Regions from separate parts of the Sus scrofa genome. Here region 2 is linked to region 1. The links are chromatin contacts, called in public Hi-C maps. All regions are on one chromosome and are shown on one strand. Each heading gives the region's core, a stretch centred on a gene start, on an enhancer-like site or on the middle of the called end of the contact. The rest is flanking DNA. Distances are from core to core; before and after follow the strand shown. Region 1 has its middle 22 kb from the start of NEK2. Region 2 has its middle 17 kb from the start of SLC30A1.

Region 1 (4,776 bases), core at 481-2,980:
TATGTTATGAGGCAGGAACCATATTCCCTTTTTACTATAAAGAAATGGAGATTCTGGATTTATCCCCACCTCATCCCTGGCACATGGGATGAGGTGGGGATTTAGTTTCTGCCCCATATTATTTAAACATCATTTCCTAAATCAATCAGTTCCCCATTGATTTGGACATCGCATCCATCATAGATGACTAAGTTCCTCTAACACGCAGGGTCTATTCCTGAGTTTCTCTTTGTTGCCCTTGAGCTGCCTGTCCCTCCATCCCTCTCTGCATTCTTCTCTGAAGCATCATAAGGTGTTTTAATACCTGTGAACCGACAGCCACACTGCTCTTTTCTTCGCCCAAATTTCATGACTCCACTTATATGTTTATATTTCCAGGTGAATTGTTCCATGTAAATTCATTGTGTCCGATTTAAAACACAAAAAAACTCCCGATAATTTTATTAGACTTATACATTCGGGCAAATGGCCTTTACAATATTAAGAGCTCTCAACATATCATGTCTTACTGTGTGTTTAACATCCCTTGATATAGTTTGGCAGATTTTTATTCTGAGGGTCGCGCACTTCCCGCGAGATTTGCACATTGGTGTGGCTTGTGTAAATGGGCTCTTTTGTGTTACAGGTCTTCTAGCAAGGTGTTTGCTGCCCAGACGGTCCCAGATTCAAGGGCAGCTAAACATCTGGGGACGGCACAGTCCCCAGCCTGGCCCAGCTCCTGACCGTGGCTGTGCGCAGGGAACCCCATGGCCCAGCGAGATGAGGTTTCCTCCTGTGGGTACAGCTGCAGGCAGCAGCACAGAGGGGTTTTAGATGCTTCTTTTCTTACTGTCTGGGGTCAGAGAGAGTTTGATGAAGACTGGACTTTCATACAGCAAGATGCCCGAACACTGCCAGTACTACCTGAGGATTCATGGACAACCCCAAAGACATCCAAAGACCCTAAACACATCCTGCATTGAAAGGTTGGTCCAGGGAGTTCCCTAGTCATGCAGGGGGTTAAGAACGCAGCGTTGTCATTGCTGCAGCTCAGGTCACTGCTGTGGTGTGGGTTTGATCCCTGGCCCCGGGAACTTCCACGGACCTCAGGCACTGCCGAAAATAAGCAGGTAAATAAAAGGTTGGTCCAGCCATGAATTCCTCCAGGTGGGTGGTGCCGAAGACAGAAGCGCTTGAGCCTTTGTGACCTTGAGTGAGTCACTTCCCTCTTGGAATCTTTAGGTTCTCCTGGAGAACAATTAGCTGCGCCATCCAACAATAGCTGTGTCTGGGAACCAACTGAGCTTGCGTTTGAAAAAGTGCTTTGAGAACTGCAGCTCCGGAAGACAAAGGTAAGGCACAGTTCATGCCAGGAAAGGGAGCAGGATGAGGCCCTGCTCTGCTGTGCGGTGAAGGAATCTGAGTTTCTTTTATTTATTTTTAATTTTATGTTTCTTTTTGCTTTTTTTAAGTTTCATTTTTATTTTACATTGGTGTATAGTTGAGTTACAATGGGCCTCTGAGTTTTTCAGAGAGCAGTGTCCGCTCCCAGGCCACCCCGGCCCCCAGTGAACTTGGCCTTCGTTCCTGGGGCTGGCTGGTAAAGGCCTTGATGCCCTTCAGGTTGCGGGATGGCTGTGCTGACCCAGTGAAAAACCACGATTAAGTAGCTGGATGTTGGAGAAGTGTCAGGGTTCCTGGTTCACAGATATCACTTCTTGGGCAGTTGTAAAAATTAATCATTCATCCTTTCCTGCAGGCTGGAGGCAGGCAGCCAGGAGCCTTCGAGAGGCCTTCCCCAGCGTGGCTTGGGCGCAGGACGGGCCATCACACGAGCCCTGGGCCTGCATGACCACGGGCCAGGCCTCCTCTCGGACCCCTGGGGAACCCTTCTGTAAAAGGAGGGGCTACACTCCATGTAAGTGGATTCATAGTTGAAAAACTCTGCAGAATGAAATAATAAAACCTGAAGCCTTACGAGAGACTTTAAAGGCTTGCCAAGTTGTCCTCCTGCTCCCAGCAGCTGATGCCCCTTGACCTCGTGGCCCCGCTTGAACTCTGGGCTCTAAACAGATCAGCCTATGGGTGTGAGTGAGTGTGTGTGTGTATGAGAAAGAGAGTGGGTGTGTGAGTATGGGGGGGTGGGGAGGGCACAGGAGGAGGGCAAAAGAGCATGTCACTAGGAACCTTTTTTTTTTTTTTGTCTTTTTAGGGCCACACCCACGACATATGGAGGTTCCCAGGCTAGAGGTCAAATCAGAGCAGCAGCTGCCAGCCTATGCCACAGCCACAGCAACGCCATATCCCAGCCGCATCTGTGATCTGCACCACGGCAATGCTGGATGCTTTAACCCACTAAGGCGGGCCCACATCCTCATGGGCACTAGACAGGGTCTTAGCCCACTGAGCCACAGTGGGAACTCCAACCAGGAACCTCTTTCTCAATAAAAGTGGCTGCTCCCTCCTCCCAGGGACCAACCCCACGAAGAAGCTGCCTGTGTGAGCGCTCTCTTAAATAGAAGCAAGAGCTTTACTGATCAGCATTACAGGTTATCTTCGTTATGCCAGCTTTAAAAAATGTATAGGAAGTTCCCTTATGGTGCAGTGGGTTAAGGATCCAGCATTGCCACCGCTGGGGCCCAGGTCATTGTTGTGGCACAGGTTCCATCCCTGGCCCAGGAACTTCCACATGCTTCAGGAGCACCCAAAAAAAAAAAAAAAAAAAAAAAATGCATACACTTGGCCCAGATGAGCGAAGCTGCTGCTTCTATTTCCTATAACAAATCAACAAATACTGTAGCGTCGCCACCTGGTAGGGTAGTGAGAGACACCTTCAGTAGGCTAATTAATTGACTAATGGACTGGTTTGGGGTAAATACTCAGTGAATTTGAAGTTCAACTCTGATGAGCCACGTCGCCCCTCCCAGTGCTCCCAGCAAAGAGGCCCTAGGATTAGTAGCTCTCCTGCATGGCTCAGGGTGCTGGTGGGGACGGATCCCCAACTGGCTCCTGCATGGCTCTCTGCTCTGGGTGACCGACCAGTCCATCCTAGCTCAGGGACCAGTCACCATGAGCTAGGGCCAAGATGGGGTCAGTGATGCTGTGGCTGGAGCAGTCGAACTGCTTTGTAGGAATCAGTGTCTCAAAGGTGTGTGCCCACCTGGCCCTCAAGGACCTGAGTTTCTGAGACAGGGCTGTGCTCCCCACACGCTGAGAACCCTGGGAAAGACATTTTCCTCAAAGACTCAAGGTAAGGCTGCCTTCCCAGAAAGAATTTAGGATAAATGCAAAAGACAACCCCAAACAGCTATTTAGAAAAGAGTGAAGAGAATTTATATGCATCAAAAGGAAAGGATTATTGTTAAAAAATAATAATAAAAATCAAAAAGCAACACATGTTTTAAGATCCTACGTGGGAATGTATTTTAAATACACACACTGGAAAGCGGTCACCTCCATTTCACATCCCACCTGCTGCGCCCGTCGGGAGAGCACGTGGACGTGGAGGGGAGCAGATGATGCAGCAACTGGGGACCCACAGAGAACGCGCTGCGGCTTAGCCGCTCTTACCTGTCAGACAGAACTGACACCACGAGCCACCTCAGAGTTTGTCTCATGAGAACCAAGTAAGAGACTATTCCTGAAGTGCTGAGCAAGTAGTGGCATTCCTTAAATGTTTGTTGTTATTGATATTAGCGTTACAGTAATAAAATGTAAGTTGATGATACTTTATTTCCTGAATATCAGGAAACCCCAACTGACTCTGGGGCCCATTTTAAAATGCTTTCTTGCATGAGGGGTTTGAACTATGAGGATTTTTAAATATTGTACTTCTGCATATAAAACCTGACAAAAGAAAGTTAGAAGTTTTCCTTTTTTTTTTTTTTTTTTGGCTTTTTAGGGCCACACCTAGGCGTCAAATCAAAGCTGTAGCCACTGGCCTACGCCAGAGCCACAGCAACTAGGGATCCAAGCTGCGTCTGTGACCTACACCACAGCTCACAGCCACACCAGATCCTTGACCCACTGAGCGAGGCCAGGGATCGAACCCACGTCCTCATGGACACTGGGGATTTGTTTCCACTGAGCCACAATGGGAACTCTGAAATTTTCTGAAGTAACAGTAGGATAAGTAATTTTCATATCATTATTCAACGTGTATTTATCAAGCAGCTACTTATGGGTCTGGTGTTGTCCTTTGCATGAGGAAATTGCGGAAAACAAGAGAAAAAAAATCCCTGCCTCATAGAGTTTTATGCTAATGGGGAGGAGACAAACAGTAAAAAGTGTCATATATTCTATTCAAAAAATAAATAAATATTCTATAAATAAATAAGTAAATAAATACACATACTCAGATACACAAACACACCCCACAGACCCCCATATACAGAGAAGTCCCACCCCAGGGCCTCTCCCCACCCTGCCATACGCAGGAGGTGTGGAAATACCTAATGCCAAATTATTAACAGCTGTTTCTGGAAAGCAAGCCAGAAGGTGGGATCATGGGTGAGGGACCTTGTGTGTTTTCATTTTTACTATATATATTTCCATACTGTTAGAATTGTTTGGGGTTTTTTGTTTGTTTGTTTACTGTTGAATTCTTCACTCTAAGAAACACAAAGTCAGCAGAATGCTTTCAAATATTTGTTGGAAACCAATGATATAATTAAATTAGGAACTACTTATATACATAAAGTTAGGAACTGCTTATATGCTTCAAAAACTATAAATCATAGGAGTTCCCATTGCGGCTCAGTGGGTTAAGAATCCTACCCTTATCTATGAGGATGTGGG
Region 2 (5,206 bases), core at 1,331-3,830, 81 kb before region 1:
GAAGAAATTGAATAAGAAATTTACTGACCACTTTGCCGTACAATAGAAATTATCACAACAATGTAAATCAACTAGACTTCAATAAAACTTTAAAAAAATGACAAAAAGAAAAAAAAAAAAAAAGAAATTCACCAAAGAGGAATTATCTGTGACCAACAAAGATGCAGAAGGACACTCTACTGATGTTCAGATATACACAAATTAAAATAAAATCGAAGTAACACGAATTTTGACAAAAGTCTTAATAATATGAAAAGTTTTCCAGTACTCTCATGCACTGTGAGTGGAAATTTAAATTGGCATTTTGAAGGGCAATTGAAGGTATCTATTAAATCTAAATTGCATCTACCACAGGACATTTCTTAAAATTGACTTTCTTAAGAGGCAGATCCGTGTCTATGAGGAAACATGGTTAAAGATACTCATCGCAGCATTGTCCCCAAGAGTGCAAAACGAGTCCTCCCCAAATATCCATCAGGAGGAGCTGACCAAATAAACGCATCACTGGGGAACACCACACATCAGTTACAAAAGGAAAGGCAGATCTCTATGAAGGATAGATTGATGAGTTGCAAAATGTTGCAAAATGATTCAGCTGGGTTGCAAAAAGTTGTGAAAGGATTCAGTTGGGAAACACCCTCCAACGAAAACAATCCTGCTAAACTAATAATAGGTATTAATTATATAAAGGAATATATATGTACACATATAATTATATATATACACATATGCAAAAGGCTTGGATACCTACATTAATACAATGCTCATGTTAATTTAATACCCATATATGCACATCTACAGAGGTATTTATATATTAATATATAAGTATTTGTATATATATGTACATCACAAAAGGACTGGACTAGGAAAATACCAAATTGAGGATCATAGGGGGATGGCAATTAGATTAAAGAACAAAACCATGTGATCATAACAATAGAATAAAAAACCTCCAATAAAATCAAAATCCTTAATTTTCTTTAAAAGTCCTAAAAAGAAATAGGTGGAAATTCCCTGAGCCTTGTCAGTATGGCATTGTTGACCAGGAGAATGCATCTGGGTATAAATTGTGTAATTTAACTTTATTTTTTTAACCCCAGAGTTGAGTAGATTGCATTGGCCACACGGACCAGAGAAGCCTTAGGACGGAGGGAGGGCAGCTGGAGTGCAGGGCCTTCGTCTTCAAAGGACTTCACTTGCTTGTGATCAGCATTAACTCAGTAATCTCCATTGCCCCCAGCGGGTTTTCCTCAAGAAAAGTTTAATGCCAGGACAATGACCATCGCTCTGCCTCCTGCAAAGCCCACAAATCTAGGGAAAGTAAAACTCTAAAAGCCTTGGAGTTTATGACTCCATGGCTATCCACAGATGTATTTAAATTTGATAGGAAATAAATGATTCTACAAACACACACACACAAATACCTATGAAAAAATGACAAATCTGATTTAGCAAACCAAAACACACACACAGGGGATCATGAATCTACTTTCTGAAAACACACGCAAGGTAGATTATTATTGAACTAGGGATCTATCTTGCCACGTGCAGAACAAGTTTCCATTCACCAGAATCCATCTGCAAGTGATAAGCCTAAGCAATGGCACCAGGAGAGTACCAAGTTCTAAGGTCAAATGGGAAAGACACCCACCTCTTTCTGTATCAGGAAAGAGAGGAGTTCCCGTTGTGGCTCAGCAGGTTAAGAACCCAACTAATATCCATGAGGATGTGGGTTGGATCCCTGGCCTCGTTCAGTGGGTTAAGAATTGGCATTGCTGTGAGCTGTGGTATAGGTTGCAGATGAGGCTCGGATCCTGTGTTGCTGTGGCTGTGGCATAGGTGGGCAGCTGCAGCTCTGATTTGACCCCTAGCTCGGGACCTTCCATATGCCGAGAGTGCAGCCCTCAAAAGCAAAAAAAAAAAAGGAAGGGGGGCAGGTAATCAGACATTGATTAAATTTGAATTTACCTGGCTTTTCTGATTTGGCTCCACCCCCCAGTTCCTCCAATGCCTGTGGGAATCGAGACACCCATTTTCAGTTGCAGTTCTGATGTTAGGGAACCACGATCTCATGAATCTTGGGATAAGGATTAAGAATTGGACAGAGAGGTGGGGTGGCTGTTCTGCTGGCATGGGAGTGCTCGAAAATATAAAAATAATGATGGTGGCCATATATTGAGCTTCTAAGTGCTAGTACTGTGCTAGGCAGGCTCCCTATATCAGTGCACTTGAACTCAGTCTCCTAAGACGGAAAAACCAATGTCCTCATTTTGCAGGTTAATAACTTGCTCCAAGTTACATAACTCGTAAATGCCAGACTGAGCACTTAAACCAATTCTCTGGCTTCAAAGTCCATGTTCTCGCCCGATGCCTTCCGCAGGCTCTTTTGTCCAGAGGGGCAAAACCAAGCTGGAAGATCCCTACTTTGGGGGTAAAGCACTTGCTTAAGGCTCCAGGAGTCCAGGCAGCAAGATGACATCAAAGTCAGGCTTGGAGAAGTGGCCCCTTCTTGACCCCGTGGAGGATCCAAGGGGCCTGGGAGCCTGTCATCCACTGGGTTGACTTTCATGCACGGAACCTTGCTGAGTCATCGAGGCAGTCACTGCTGTTACACAACAAATCAGAACACCACTAGGCCAGCCCTGCTCCTAGGGGGTTGCTACAAACCCAACCAGGGGCTGGTGACTGATTAAAGGGAAATCCGAGTATTAGTAAAACCTCCTTTGGGGAAGAAATCTCATTTCCAGGCTGATCAAAGAATAAAGAAATTGTTTCCTGGAACACAGCCCTTCCCCAGCGGCATCGTTTCTGTTCCCCCTCCCGGGGAGGGGGGTGCTGGCCAGCACCCACCTTGGGGCTCCTGCCTCGCTCTTCCCTCTGCCTGGAAGCCTCTTCTCCAGGGGGCTTTGCTTCCCCACCCTCTTAGCTCACCACTCCAATATCTTTTTCATCCATTCAGGCTTTCCTGGCCTTTCTGTCTAAAATATCAAGGAAAACCCTCCCCTCCAGGACAGACGCAAATAGATCCTCCTTCTCCAGGCCCTCCTCCCTGCTCTGTCTCTTTCTCCCTAGAATTTAATCTGATATACATCTTACGTCTTTATCTTGTCTCTCCTAGAACGTAAGCTTCACGGGGGCTGGAATCTGTGGCTGTGTTCACTCCCATCCCGAGCCCCGAGGACAGTGCCTTCTGCATGACAGGCACTCAGTTAATATTTGCTGAATGAAATCAATCTGTGATTCAGAGACCTCAGGGAAATCTGGTGTGGCATTGAGGGGAACGTTGAGTGTTTCAGAGGCCCAGATGTGAATCCAGGCTTAGTCTAGATGAACATTCACCCTAGCTTAATAATTAATCTAGGGAGTTCCCGTTGTGACACGGTAGAAACAAATCTGACTAGTAACCGTGAGGATGAGGGTTCGATCCCTGGCCTCCATCCGTGGGTCAGGAATTTGGTGTTGCCCCATGAGCTGTGGTGCGGGTTTGTGCGCAGAAAATGCCAGGCCCTGCTGGAGAACAGGTGCCCCCATGTCCCTTTACTTCTCTTCCACCCAAGGTCTCAGAAGAGTTGCTCCTGAGCAGCAATGTCAACACATTGCCCCTGCCGCTGACACAGGGCAGGGACAGCCAGGGACAGCCAGGAGCCAAGGGACGGCCCCCACCCCTTTGCCCTCCCCAGCCTGGTGACTCGCCTTGTCATTCACATTCAAGAATAGTCTTACCACTGCCACACACGCCACCCCCTGCCTCCATCCCACCAGGATCTTCTTCAGCTCCAGACCCCCTCATACTTTGTCACTTTTGCATAAAATAAGTGATAAATCAGGAAATGATATTTTTACTTTAGGTCAACATATCACTTAAATTGTTCTCTAAGCTCCTTTTAACTGTGATCTCACAATTCAGCCTCCTGTTGTTTAATAAGTGGCATGAGTTGCTCAATGGACATGTATTTATTTAGGCAAGAAGAAATGTTTGTAGGAGTTCCTGTCATGGCTCAGTGGCAACAACCCAGCTAGTGTCCATGAGGGCGCAGGTTCAGTCCCTGGCCTCGCTCAGTGGGTTAAGGATCCAGCGTTGCCATGAGCTATGATGTAGGTTACAGACACAGCTCGGATCCCACATTGCTGTGGCTGTGGTGTAGGCCAGCAGCTGCAGCTTCTCCTAGCCTGGGAACTTCCATATGCCTTGGGTATGGCCTTAAAAAGACAAAAATAAAAGAAAAAATATTTATAGACACGTATTTACATTTATACATAGAGTTTTAAAATATAAGTTGATGCATCACCATGGGTTCAAAATAGAAAAATAGGAAAAAAGTACTTTCAGGACCTAATTTATATACGTAATGAAATGAGTGTTGCTTTTTTTAAAAAAACATGCAAAATGCTTGCATTTCGCTTTGAATGATGAGGTAAGAGAGAAGGTTTTAGGTCGCTCTCTACAAGCCCTTCTCCACAAATCCCGCACTGTGGGCAAAAGCAGCCTTGACTTCTAATAAATGAAAAACCACATGGGAGAGAATCAGCACCATCCTTCCTCTTTTGTACCCTGGATCTTGGAGGAGTGTAGACATTCGAATGCCCCATTACATAACAGTTATCAAATGAACGTGACATTGGAATCTGGGGAAGCATTTTTTTTTTCCTTTTTATCTTTTCTAGGGCTGCACCCGCAGCATATGGAGGTTCCCAGGCTAGGGGTCTAATCGGAGATGCAGCCGCTGGCCTACACCACAGCCACAGACACAGCCACTCGGGATCTGAGCCACATCTGCAATCTACACCACAGCTCACAGCAACGCCAGATCCTTAACCCACCTAGTGAGGCCGGGAATCGAACCCGCAACCCCATGGTTCCTAGTTGGATTCATTAACCACTGAGCCACGACGGGACCTCCATGGGGAAGCAATCTTGAAGCAAATCTGAAGAATCATTCAATTTTGCTGCTCATTCGCTTATATTTCAAATAGATGTTTCTTCTGTGACTTGTGTCTAAGTTATAATGCAGTGAGGAAAAACACAACTGAGAACCCTAAGGCAGCCAAAGCCCTCACGGCAGCCAGTGGTGTTCGGTAAAAATGCCTGAGCATCAGGGCTTTGCACACCAGGTCTCAGGCGTGCTCACAGCCAGCACACTCAGAGGTTCTCCAACAGTTCAGTTTAAAAAAAAAAAAAAAAAAGTAAAAATTATAGTATGCATTG

What was found. Hi-C and Micro-C count contacts between places; a contact is called where the count stands out from the background.
Region 2: a contact with region 1 is called in a Hi-C map of liver, with 2.6 times the contacts expected there. The contact joins two enhancer-like sites. A contact is called at or near these places in 5 of 47 Hi-C or Micro-C datasets (embryonic fibroblasts, fetal heart ventricle, liver and 1 more).

Annotation. Positions count from the first base shown.
Region 1 is chr9:131,566,670-131,571,445 of Sscrofa11.1, reverse strand. No RefSeq gene overlaps it. Among named protein-coding and RNA genes, the nearest start is that of NEK2, 22 kb to the right of the region's middle. Within about 2 kb of position 1,730, at least 11 of the 83 cell types and tissues checked have an H3K27ac peak or open chromatin away from gene starts, as enhancers often do. A contact at or near this core is called in liver, where this site is marked.
Region 2 is chr9:131,648,480-131,653,685 of Sscrofa11.1, reverse strand. No RefSeq gene overlaps it. Among named protein-coding and RNA genes, the nearest start is that of SLC30A1, 17 kb to the right of the region's middle. Within about 2 kb of position 2,580, at least 20 of the 83 cell types and tissues checked have an H3K27ac peak or open chromatin away from gene starts, as enhancers often do. A contact at or near this core is called in liver, where this site is marked.